3 separate regions of the Ovis aries genome follow, and regions 1 and 2 are each linked to region 3. Evidence: chromatin contacts called from public Hi-C data. All regions are on one chromosome and are shown on one strand. Each heading gives the region's core, a stretch centred on a gene start, on an enhancer-like site or on the middle of the called end of the contact. The rest is flanking DNA. Distances are from core to core; before and after follow the strand shown. Region 1 has its middle 50 kb from the start of FBXO32. Region 2 holds the start of FBXO32 (F-box protein 32). Region 3 overlaps ANXA13 (annexin A13).

What was found. A called contact is a pair of places that touch in the nucleus more often than the background predicts.
Region 1: a Hi-C map of liver shows a contact between it and region 3, with 5 times the contacts expected there. The contact joins two enhancer-like sites. A contact is called at or near these places in 6 of 16 Hi-C or Micro-C datasets (hypothalamus, liver, muscle and 2 more).
Region 2: a contact with region 3 is called in a Hi-C map of hypothalamus, with 4 times the contacts expected there. The contact joins the promoter of FBXO32 here to the enhancer-like site in region 3. A contact is called at or near these places in 3 of 16 Hi-C or Micro-C datasets (hypothalamus, mesenteric adipose tissue and skin fibroblasts).

What each region holds. Positions count from the first base shown.
Region 1 is chr9:29,403,339-29,407,194 of ARS-UI_Ramb_v3.0, forward strand. No RefSeq gene overlaps it. Among named protein-coding and RNA genes, the nearest start is that of FBXO32, 50 kb to the left of the region's middle. Within about 2 kb of position 1,728, at least 21 of the 54 cell types and tissues checked have an H3K27ac peak or open chromatin away from gene starts, as enhancers often do. A contact at or near this core is called in liver, where this site is marked.
Region 2 is chr9:29,353,886-29,357,401 of ARS-UI_Ramb_v3.0, forward strand. It overlaps FBXO32 (F-box protein 32), which reads left to right and starts at 1,629. Exons shown (of 8, transcript XM_060393684.1): 1 at 1,629-1,954. The coding sequence starts at 1,839.
Region 3 is chr9:29,210,951-29,215,000 of ARS-UI_Ramb_v3.0, forward strand. ANXA13 (annexin A13) reads left to right here. Exons shown (of 11, transcript XM_060393680.1): 8 at 1,567-1,635; 9 at 2,047-2,148. It overlaps LOC132657212 (a long non-coding RNA gene), which reads right to left. Exons shown (of 2, transcript XR_009595047.1): 2 at 1-4,050. Among named protein-coding and RNA genes, the nearest start is that of KLHL38, 43 kb to the right of the region's middle. Within about 2 kb of position 1,596, at least 16 of the 54 cell types and tissues checked have an H3K27ac peak or open chromatin away from gene starts, as enhancers often do. A contact at or near this core is called in hypothalamus and liver, where this site is marked.

The sequences.
Region 1 (3,856 bases), core at 478-2,977, 190 kb after region 3:
CATTTGTCTTTCTCTGTCTATTTATTTTACTTAGCATAATGTTAATGTGCTCAAGGTCCATCTGTGTTGTCACCAATGGCAAGATTTTCTGTTTCTTTTCATGGCTGAATAATATTCTATTACATATTTTTAATATGGGATATTAAAATATATTTTTATATAATATATATATTTATCCATATTATTTTGTTTTTCAGTCACTGTGTTGTGTCCAACTTTGTGACCCCATGGACTACAACACACCAGGCTTCCCTGTCCTTCACCATCTCCCGGAGCTTTCTCAAACTTGTGTCCATTGAATCAATGAAGCCATCCAACCAACTCATCCTCTGTCATCCCCTTCTCTTCTTGCCTTCAATCTTTCCTGCCATCAGGGTATTTTCCAATGAGTCAGCTCTTTGCATCAGGTGGCCAAAGTATTGGAGCTTCAGCTTATATATTATATATAATATAACATATATATGCATATATTTATATATCACATATTCTTTATCCATTCATCTGCTAATGGACACTTAGTTTGCTTCCCTGTCTTGGCTATTGTGAACAATGAAGCTGCAATGAAGTCCCAGGACTTGAGCTAAAAGCCAGTGCAAAGGACAAATGGCACTGAGTATTCTGACCCTGTAAATTCAACAGCTGGAGCCAGCCACCACCCCAAAGGGCTTATGGAGAGGTCAGAGTCAACTGAATCCCCTCCACCCTCTGAGTCAGTGTAACAGGAAGAGGGAAGAGAGGGGAGAACAGTGTTCATAGGAAGAGCCTATATCCTCCCCCACTCCCCCACTGGAACTCCAGGAGAATCATTCATAAAGTCCAGGAATTCCAATGATCTAGAAGACCGGCATTTCATTCCCTACTTGCAACTGTTAACTGGGGTGGGGGAAGACAGACTTGGAGAGGACACTGGCTTGGGAGAGGGAGGGGTAGCGAGGCACCCTGCAACGTGCCCAGAGGCACACAAGGGCGTGCACATTTCCCCAGGATGGAGTGGACACTGAGAAGGTAACTGGGCTTGAGCCATCTTCTCTGCACCTCATTAAAAGAGAATCCCCCTATATATTAAGTTAACCTTAAAAATGCATTCCAGTATATAGTAGGTACAAACAAACAGTGTTTGATTCCATTTATAGGAGGTACCTAGAATAATGAAGGACGGGGAGGCCTGGCATTCTGCAGTCCATGGGGTCGCAAAGAGTAGGACACATGTTAGCAATGGAACAACAATGACAAAGAATAGTCAAATTCATAGAGTCAGATCCCATCCTCTTCGCCAAAAAAAAAAAAAGATTCACAGTCAGAAAACACATTGGTAGATGCCAGGGGCTGAAGGGTGGAGGGTGAGAAGGAGGAACGGGGACTTAGAGTTTAATGGGGACAGAGTTTCAGTTTAGGACGGTGAAAAACTCCAGAGATGTATGATGGTGAGAATCACACAGTGTGAATGTCCTGAGTGCCACTGAACTGTACAGTTAAACATGGTCAAAATAGCATGTTTTATATTATGTGACTTCTACCACAATAAAAAAAAAAAGCACACATTTTAAAAAGGGTGTCCCCCAGGTCAGTGACCCTAGTAGCCATGGAAGAGGCAGGAACTGAAGTAGGGTCAGGGAAAGAGGTTGCAACTGGAGGCAGCTCTCCGAGCTGGGGAGTGTGTTGGGGAGGGAGAGATTCCCAAAGGGCCTGCAAAGGACCGGCCCTCACACACCATGGAAGACCCAGCCTTGAGCACCCGCCCCCCTGAGAGAGAACGGACTACCAAGCAGCTGGAGAGATAGTAAGAGCCTGTGTAGAGAGGACGGAAACCTCACCCTGGACTGCCAAGTAAGGCAAATGTCACCCTGATGTCACCCTCCTACCGCCCACACCTAAGCTCTGGGAGGAGAGACAGCCACAAGGAAACCAGCAGAGACTGCAGTCACAGGTACACCGGCCGGGAGGGGAGGAGAGCTACGGCGGGAATCGGAGAGAGACGTTATAGAATAAACCAGGGTGAAGCCCAGTTCTGGAGTGAAACTGCTAATAACCAGCAGGAAATGAAAAACTGGATAATTTGGCCTGAAGGTCATCAAGGAAGCTGTTCCCATGGAGCTTTGGAAAGACCCAGATAACAATGGTTGGGAGCCAATTCTGAAACAATATGTATTTTCATTCTGATGCCCTAAACTGACACTTCCCACTAAGCTCCTTCCAACTTATTTAACATTATTACTGTGTGTCTGGTACTAGATCTGTGATAAACTGGGAGATTGGGATTGACATATACACACTTACTATGTATTAAGTGGACAACTAATGAGAACCTCACCCAGGGGGAAAAAATAAAGACAGCTAGAGTTATCATATTTGAGGAGCCTACATATTTATGGTGGAGAGCCAGGCATATAAACCGAAAATTTTAATACTCTACAACCAGGTTTATATGAGGTTCGGCAGAGACACAAGAATATTTATACCAAATAGACTTTTCTATGTTTCAGTTTCCTCATCTATAAAACAGGAATAATAACAGCATCTACTTATAGGACAGCTGGTTGGATAAAGAGAGCTGTTTTATGTAGAAAAGTACCTGGCACAGAGTAAGCTGAACACTTTTCCTAGTATTCAATATTTCTAGCTGTGGTTATTTTTGCTACTTGTATATTGAATTAGCAAGGCACTGTTCTAAGCATGTGAAATGGTTGATTATCTCAACAATTCTATGGAATAGGCACTACTTATTAGCCCCCGTTTATAGACAGAACTGAAGTACTGGAGGATGAGCAGCTTGGCCAGAGACACACATTGAAACTGGCATTCAGACCTGGGCTGTCTAAATCCAGAGCGCACGCTCACTTCGCTGGGCACTTCCGGGAACGCAGAGGCGAAAGCCCTTTTTTCCAAAACAGCAACCGATAAAATATAAGTCCTAAAATAACTTGCAACAAAAAAAGAAGTCTGGCTCTGGACTTTTTGAAAACACTCGCACACATTTTTCAATCCAATTTTAAATTTGAAAAGGCAGAAATCATGGTGGAGTCCTGGATGTGAAGACATGAATTCACTGAGTGATGTGGCTGGGGTCCCTCCTGGTGCCCCTGCCATCAATCCCACCTCTGGCTCTGCTTGGGGAAGCGGTGTCCTGCCCCTCAGCCTGCTTCTACTTGAGTGCCATTCCCTCCAAAGGGGAATTCAGGTCCTCGAAGTGTAGCCTGGACGAGCTATGTTGCTCTCAGTGTTTATGTAACCATCCCAGCTCCAAGAGGAGAGATGCCAGTACTGGGAAATGACGGGCTTGCAGGCCTGTCGCTGGGGAGAGAAAACATGGATAAGAGCTCCATCTGCCTGTGGAGTCCAAACTTGTCTGAAAGCCCAAGAAAGCACCATGAAAAGAAATCAACAGGCCAAACCCCCTAGCACCCCCATTCAAAACATCCTTTTTTTATTAAATAGACGGAATTTGGCTGCCCCCAAACTGAGCATGACTGTGAAGTTGTAAATGACATCATCTCATCTGGATAGCATTTTGTTAAAATGGAGAGGCTCCTATAAAGTTCCCAGCCACAAAACCCACTCCTCCAACATGTTCTTTAATCAAGAACAGTAAAAAAGAAGAGTTCAACTTAAGAAGTAATTTTTTTAAAGAAATTCATTAACCCATGCTATGCATCAGGATTCCAGATATCAAAATCTTGCTTCTCTTTTACACTCTAAATTATGAGCTCATGTCTGCTGTTCCCATGGTGGGGGTTGGTAGTCCCAGCTTTTAATTCTAGGGCCTTTCATCAATCCTAAAATTAACATTCTTTCCATTTTTTATATCTTTGAATTCAGGCTGCATCTTAACAATCCATGGCATCTTAGATATAATAAA
Region 2 (3,516 bases), core at 379-2,878, 140 kb after region 3:
TTTGTCTACTCTGAGCCTTATAGATGGCAGAGTTGGTGGCTGCATAGGAGGGATTGTGGAGGAATCAAGGAATCAAGCGGAAGCTAACTCTTGAGCATGGACATTTTACTCTGCTGTGACCACTCTTTGCAATCCAGTCACCAATCGGAACAGATCATAAAGCACCATAGCTAGAAGTCATGAAGAGCAAGATGATAGCCTGAGGTCAGCAGCCTCCCATATGCCTTCACCTACTCATACGACAAATGTTATGGAAGGCCTTCTCCAAGCCTGGCAAAGTGCTGGAGCTGGGATGCTCCCCAAACAAGACGCTGGAGCTCCCCCCGAGGGTACATTCTGCAAGAGTGGTAGCTTATTACCAAAGAGCAAACAGGGTGATTTCAGATTGTACAGTGGGTTGTGAAGAAACAAGCCTTGTGACCCTGGCTAAGTCGCAGGCTTAACCTTTCTCAGGGGCTGGATCGCTGCCAGACTGGACCCCCTGCTCGCTGTTAGGAGGATTAGGTGAATAAACTGAGGTCTGTGAGGGTCTAGGACTCCGGGGGCATTGCCTCCTCCCTGTGGGCTTTGACCGAACTTCCTTCAGTACCCATCAGTCGGGCGGAGGGGCTTTCTGGAAACTCTAACCAAAACAAAAACAAAACTCCTGGCCTGATTTTTCCCGAAGGAGGGCCTAATAGCCCAGAGGATACCAAACACCAAGGAAGGGGAAGGGGCTTTGCGGTTCTTCAGAACAAACGCCCAGGCCCCGGCGCCCTAGACGGAGGCTCGGGCAGTGAGCGGAGCTAGAACATGCCTAACCTGCTCCCCGACTGCGCTGTGCGGGCCCGGGCGCCGCAGCAGCCAGCGCCGCTCGCTTAGGGCGCGCGGAGTGGGCTAGGGGACGGTCCCTGCTCTCCACTCCCACCGCCCGGGGACCAGCCGCATCCCGGCCTCCTCCTCCTTCCTTTGCCACCCGGGGGACAGGTCTGACAGCAGACTCTTCAACAGTTCGAGGGCAGAGGGAGGAGTCCCTCCTCCCCATCCGCGTCTCGCGGCGGATCCCTTCCTCCGCCGAGGAGATCGAGGTCTAGGCAGTGAGAGAGGCCAGGAGGCTGCGCCCCGCTACCCGGCTCCGGGCTGCGCAGTGCCGGGTCGGCTCCCGCAAGGCCGCTCGGAACCGCGGGGCTCGACAGTGACAGCTCGGGGCAGGGAGGCGGGGAGCCTCCTTTCACCCCACCCCCGCTCCGCCGCGATCCAGACGCCGCCCGGGCCTAGTCCTCCCCGCACCTCGCCAGGCCGGGAGCTGCAGGGGGACTCGGCGCAGTTTCCCCGAGCGCCCGGCCTCGCGCTCGAGCCGCAGCAGCTGCGCCGTTTGCGTGCGGGAAGGGAGGCAGAGGGGCCCGGGGCGGAGGGGACAGTGGGAGCCTCGCCCCGCAGCGCGGCCTCAAGTTTCCATCGGCGAGCAGTTGTGCAACGGCCAGAAGAGCTGGAGCCGCGGGCGCCTCGGAAAACAAGTCGAGCCTATAAACAAAGCCACGTGGCCTCCGGGCTGGGGGGGCCGGGCTAAGAGCAGGAGGCTCTTCCGGCAACAAAGAGCCGCGGCCGGCGGCCCATGATAAATACGGCGGCCCGGACCGCAGCGCGGCACTGCAGCGAGCCTCGCGCGCCCCGCGACCCTCCACCGTGCGTTCCGCGAGCGCCCGCACCTCGTCCCGCACCCCGATCCCGCAGCCGCTCCCTCACCGGCCCCCAAGCACCCCAAGCAGCCGCCCAGGGCAGGCGCGCCCCCGAGGCCGCCGGGCAGGTCCCCGTCCATCAGTCCGTCGCGTCCATCCGTCGCATCCCTCGGCGGTGCCATGCCATTCCTCGGGCAGGACTGGCGGTCGCCCGGGCAGAGCTGGGTGAAGACGGCGGATGGCTGGAAACGCTTCCTGGACGAGAAGAGCGGCAGCTTCGTGAGCGACCTCGGCAGGTGAGCGGGTCGCCACCAACTTCAGCTGCGGTGGACAGACCCGGGCTGGCCTCTCGGAGTGGGGGGCGGGTGAATGGGACGCAGACAGGCCGGAACAGGGTGAGGAGGGAGCCCCGGACCAGAAGGATGGAAGTGAATCATCCTGGGTTTCTGCAGAGATGTCGCCAGAGCACGGGCGTTTGGTTTCTCTTATTATTCAAGGTCAGCGTCTCCAAGTGGGCACTTCTTACAGAATCCTGGTCCCTCTGAGAAACTGATCTTATCCCCAAATGCTAAAACTTAGACTCAACTTCAGGGGTCCACTGCCTTAAAGGACACCAGCGTCGTGCGATTTGCGTGGGGGGTGGTGGTGGGAGTGAACGCCGGCGAGTGGGCCGCATGACCTTCACCTGGGGGGGACCCTGGGGTGGACCCTGGGGTGGCGGGGCTCTGAGCACAAGTCTGAGACAGGATTGGACACGGGTCCCGCCCGCCGCGCCTCCAGGCTCTTCCCACGCACAGACGACCACAGAGTGGGCAGGGAGGATGAGTAACCAGGAAGGGGCGACCAGATGGCCCCTGGGGCATCCGTGCTGGCGGAGCGTCGGTAAAGACCCGAGGAGGCAGAGCTGCGGAGGAGGGGAGGGAGGCGGGCTGAAAACCCAAGCCCTCGGCCTGTGGGAGGACAGAGTCTTTGCACCTGTTTCCTCAGTGGCCCTTTCGGTCGTTTTCTTTGTATAGTGAGTGCGCCCCCATTTCAAGTGATGCCCATCCCCTGCAGAAAGTCCGCCTGGCTTGGGTGAGCCTCTGGAGTCAAGTTCCACCTGAGCTGTCAGTGTGGTGGAAAATCTGAGTTTCCGAGGAGCCTGAAGCCCCACCCCCACCCCGTTTAATAACACAGAAGCCGCAACTAAGGAGTTAGACGGCCTGGAGTCTGTCAGCCCTCATCACCACAGTTGGCATCCACATCGCTGCCATTTGGCCCAGAGGGGATCAGTGCAGCCTGCTCACCCTTGGGTGACTTTACCCGTGGCCTTTGGTGAAAACCACTGCTCCCCACCCCCAGCCCTTACACTGACTTCAGTGGAGAATCCTGTACAAGGGCCAGCTTCCCACTCAGATTTACCAGTGGTTGTGTGGCTGAGCCCCTGGCACTCAATTTTACAAAAACTATCAAGGAAATATGGTTATTTCAGCGTCCTGACCTCCAGGGCCCTGCACCTGTTTGTGATTTGTGAAGCATCACTTTTTGTTTTCCAGTGGAAAAAAATAAAAGTAATTAATCTTGGGGGTCTGCCAGGGAAGACAAGAGCACATTGACCTTTACTTTAAAGATACTTGAGGTTGTCCCTAGGGAGTTTGGGAAGCACTCTAAAGAAATCTTACTTATGGAAACTCAGAAAATTTACAGAAAAATAAAAAGACTAACTGCTGTCTCTAGACTCTTTTAGGGACTCTAGTTGCCTATTTGGCCTAAATTTTTCTCCCTGGACTAAAAGCTTCTTTTTTAGTATAGTAGAATGGAAGCTTCTTTCTTTCCTTTCTTCCTTCCTTCCTTCCTCCTTATTCCTAAGAAGTGAGGA
Region 3 (4,050 bases), core at 346-2,845:
CTGAGAAACAGCCCTTGGCAACGTGCTACCATGCTGTAAAAGTCAGTGTAGATAATAAACATTTCCTTCTCTTATTAAATTGCTACTGAGGAACCACCAACCTGTCTTCTGTCCATCTAGCTCTTCTGAAATTATTCAGTGGAGATTCTTCCCCCTGTAACAATCTGCCTTGTCATTTGCAGTCTACAATCCCTTTCTGTTAGTGAGTCATCTCATTAAGCATTGCCATCTCACTTTGCCAGTGAGGAACCTCTAGGGGTATACACAGTAACATACAGGCCAGGAGCAAGAGCCAACTCATCTGACCCCAAATAGGGTCCTTCTCATGATACAACTAACTTCCAGGATTCACCCTAAGTCTAGGCCTGTAGGAACCTCTTGGCCAGGAAAGCAGGGTTTTCAGAACTGGCCCTGCGAGGACGCAGCCCCTGGGCCTCCAGCCAGATGGCATCTGCCCTCTCATTGACACACCCGTCTTTCTGAGCTTTGTGTGTTTCCTCTGATTACTTTCCATGTGGATAGACTGATAGCAGAGAACACATAGAATAAGCTTGAGCTATAGCAGGAAGACTATATGAATGGTCTCCTGCTACGTAGCAAATTGCTGCAGATTTAGAACAACACACATCTATGACCCAGCAGTTTCCACGGGCCGGGGCTCCTGTTACAGGTTAGTTGAGTCCCTGGCTCAGGGTCTCTATAGGCTGGAATCCAGGGCTTCCATCTCCTGTGAGGCCTGGGGTCCTCTCCTAAGCTTCCTGGCTGTTGGCAGATTTCAGCTCTCTGGGGCTGTATGACTGATGCTCCTGTTTTCTTGCTAACTAAAAAGACCCTCAGTTCCTAGAGGCTACCCACAGTCCCCTGTCATGTGGCCCCAGAGAGAGTTCAGAGCATGGCTATATGGTTTCTTCCAGACCAGGGTGAGCTCATCTCTCTGACTTCTTCCATCTCTGACCTCTCAGAGCTCACCTGATTGGGTCAGACCTACCCAGGGTAACTGATTAGGGACCTTAATTACATCTGCAAACATCCCTGTTGCCACATAAACATAACACGATCACAGGGGTGACACCTCACCATGTTTACAGGTCTTGTCCACACTCAAAGGGAGGAGATTAGTGTGGGCCATCAGGGTCACCTTAGAATTCCACCTGCCACTAAAGGGCTTAAGTGAGACCTCCAAGACCTTCCATGACCAACATCCAGGGTTCTTCAGGACAGGGACCCTGAGAGGTGCAACTTGATATTTTGGAAGGAAAGAGATACCTTCCCAACAGACTCATTCTAGGGGACATCATGAGGTTTCTTAGAGGTCAGAGGGGTTTGTGAGTGACCTTGGATTCTACAAAAAAAAAAAAAAAGGAAAAATGTGTTGTCACAGAAGCTACTCTGTTTATCAGTTGTGCCCAAAAGATGGCAGCAAAGAGCAGTGCTGCCCCTTTGCCAGGCTGAGTCTAATTTTCAGGCCACTGCTCTGAAATCACCGCTTTTTCGAGGACTTTCCCTTTTTTGTTTTCTTTGCTCAAGCAGGAACTCAAGTTAATAACAACGTGTTGATTTTTCTAGGCTAATCGTGATGAAGGAGATAATGTGGACAAAGATCTAGCTGGGCAGGATGCCAAAGAGCTGTATGATGTAAGTATGCGGGTGTGCCAGTCTCTGCAAATGGTTCTCTGTTATTTAACATGATTTTCAACAATTATGTCTTTCTTTTATGTGAATCGGAATTACTTGGGAAATAAGTATGATCTTGAAAGTGTTTTTCATCTATACTGTCTTCATGAACCTAAAAGAATTGCTTATTCTATTATTTTACTCTCGTGTTAACCACCTCAGATCCATTCTGAAATAAAGGGACATATAAATAATATAAATAGATAGGTGAGGTATACTTGTGGGTTAGAAATTGAAAGCGCTAGGTCAATCCATTTGGCTTCTCTTAGGCTCATGTTTTATTGTTTCCTGTAAGTGAGGCCTGGTCACAGCTGTGTATATTTGGTCTTTTTGCAAAAGTCATTTTCAAAATGTTTGCACTTGGTTCTCTAGGCAGGGGAAGGCCGCTGGGGCACGGACGAGCTTGCCTTCAATGAACTCCTGGCCAAGAGAAGCCACAAGCAGTTACGAGCCACCTTTGAAGCCTACCAAACTGTAAGTGACCCAGCACTAAGGCAAGGAGTTCACACAGGAACAGAGTCTCAAGTTATCTCCAAAAGAAGCTGAGATCTGGGATATGGAACTGAGCGGTGGGAGCAGGGGCGGCGGGTGTCTTTTACAATAGCAGTTCTCAATCACGGATGATCTTGCACACCCTTAGGGATATCTGGGGCTTCCCAGATGGCACGGTGGTAAAGAATCCTCCTGCCAGTGCAGGAGATGCAAGAGACTCGGGTTTGATCCCGGGGTTGGGAAGATTCCCTGGAGGAGGGCACAGCAACCCACTCCAATATTCTTGCCTGGAGAATCTCATGGACTGAGGAGCCTGGTGGACTACAGTCCATAGGGTCACAGAGAGTTGGACATGACTGAACACACACACACACACGCACACAAGGGATTATTTGATCATGCCTGGAAATATGTCGCAACCAGATGTGTTGGGGGGAGCAGTGCTATTGGCATCTAGAGGGTCAAGACCAGGGATGCTGTTAAACATCTCACGATGAACAGGACAGCTCCCCACAACAGGCAACCATTCGGCCCCAGTGCAGTGCTGAGGCTGGGAAACCCCACTTTGCAGCAGAGGCTAGGACAGCAGGTCAAGTTTAGGAGCAAAGCCCTGGAGTCAGAGGGCCCAGGTTCAAATCCTGGTTTTACTGTAACAAGTGACCAGATGTCTCCATCCTCATTTGTAAAAAAAAGACCCTGAACATCATCTTCCCAACCTCAAGGGATTATTTTAAGAGTTAAATAAGATGAATATAAAAGGCTCAGGACAGTATCTGGCTTATAGTAAGCATACAAATGTTTGCCCTTATTTTCATTCCAACTGACAATTGGCTAAACAGTGCCTGAGACAGATGCAATAATACCTCAGAGATACATTCCTGAAAAGATGTGTATAAATTGCTTTTATACAATTATTTTTCAAACTGATGATCATTTTAAGCCAACAAGGTGAGTTAGCTATTTCAAGACACTTAGTAGTTAGTCCTTCCCTGAAAATCAGTCTTTGATTTCAGGAAGGCTTTTGTGGACTATCAAATATTCTTTTGTCTAGTATTTTTTATTTGTGGAGTGCTTTTAACTATTCAAAGCACATCTGTACCCTGTGTCTCGTTTCAATTTCACAACAATACTGTAACTCGAATGTAGGCTGAACAGCCATTGTTACCCACAACTGCTGGACAAGGGAAGTGTGTTATGAGTAAGGAGCCATCTGTTACTTATCAGGACCACACAGCAAGTCAGTAGCAGAAAGTGGATGAGAGCTCCAAGATTCCCCAGCCTGAGCTCCTACCTCGGCTAGAGCTGGCCGCTCCTCACTCAGAATAGCGTTTCCGACGTGTTGCCAGCAGATGAAAAGACAAGAAAGCTTTGGAATTTTATCATTGCTGTATATAAGCCTTTAGGGCCCTCTGCTTTCAAATCGTGCCCAGAGTCCTGATCAAAGGCAGCTCACCCTGAACTCCCCTGGCCTTTGGGCCTGGAGCTGAATAGACTGAGCTGGAAGCCTTCTCTATGACCTAGAGCCTCTTCCCATTAGACAGGGGCCATGGATGGAGTTTCTGGGGTGGTTGTCATTGGGCATCGCTGTAGAAACACACGTACATGTGTGTGTGTGCGTGTGTGTACACATGAGTTACTGACAACCTAAGGATACTCCCTAAGCCAATTGCTCTTAAAATTAATCCTGAATCAGCAGAATCAGTATCACTTGAGAACATGCTTAAAATAAGAATTCTTAATCCCCACCCTGGATCAACTGAATCAGATTCCCTGAGGTTGGGATCCTACAATCTGTGTTTTAATCAGTCCTCTAGATCCTGATGCATGTGGAAGTTTAAGAAGTCTGCTCTAGGCTGTATGACCCTGGGCAAATTACTAAGGGTT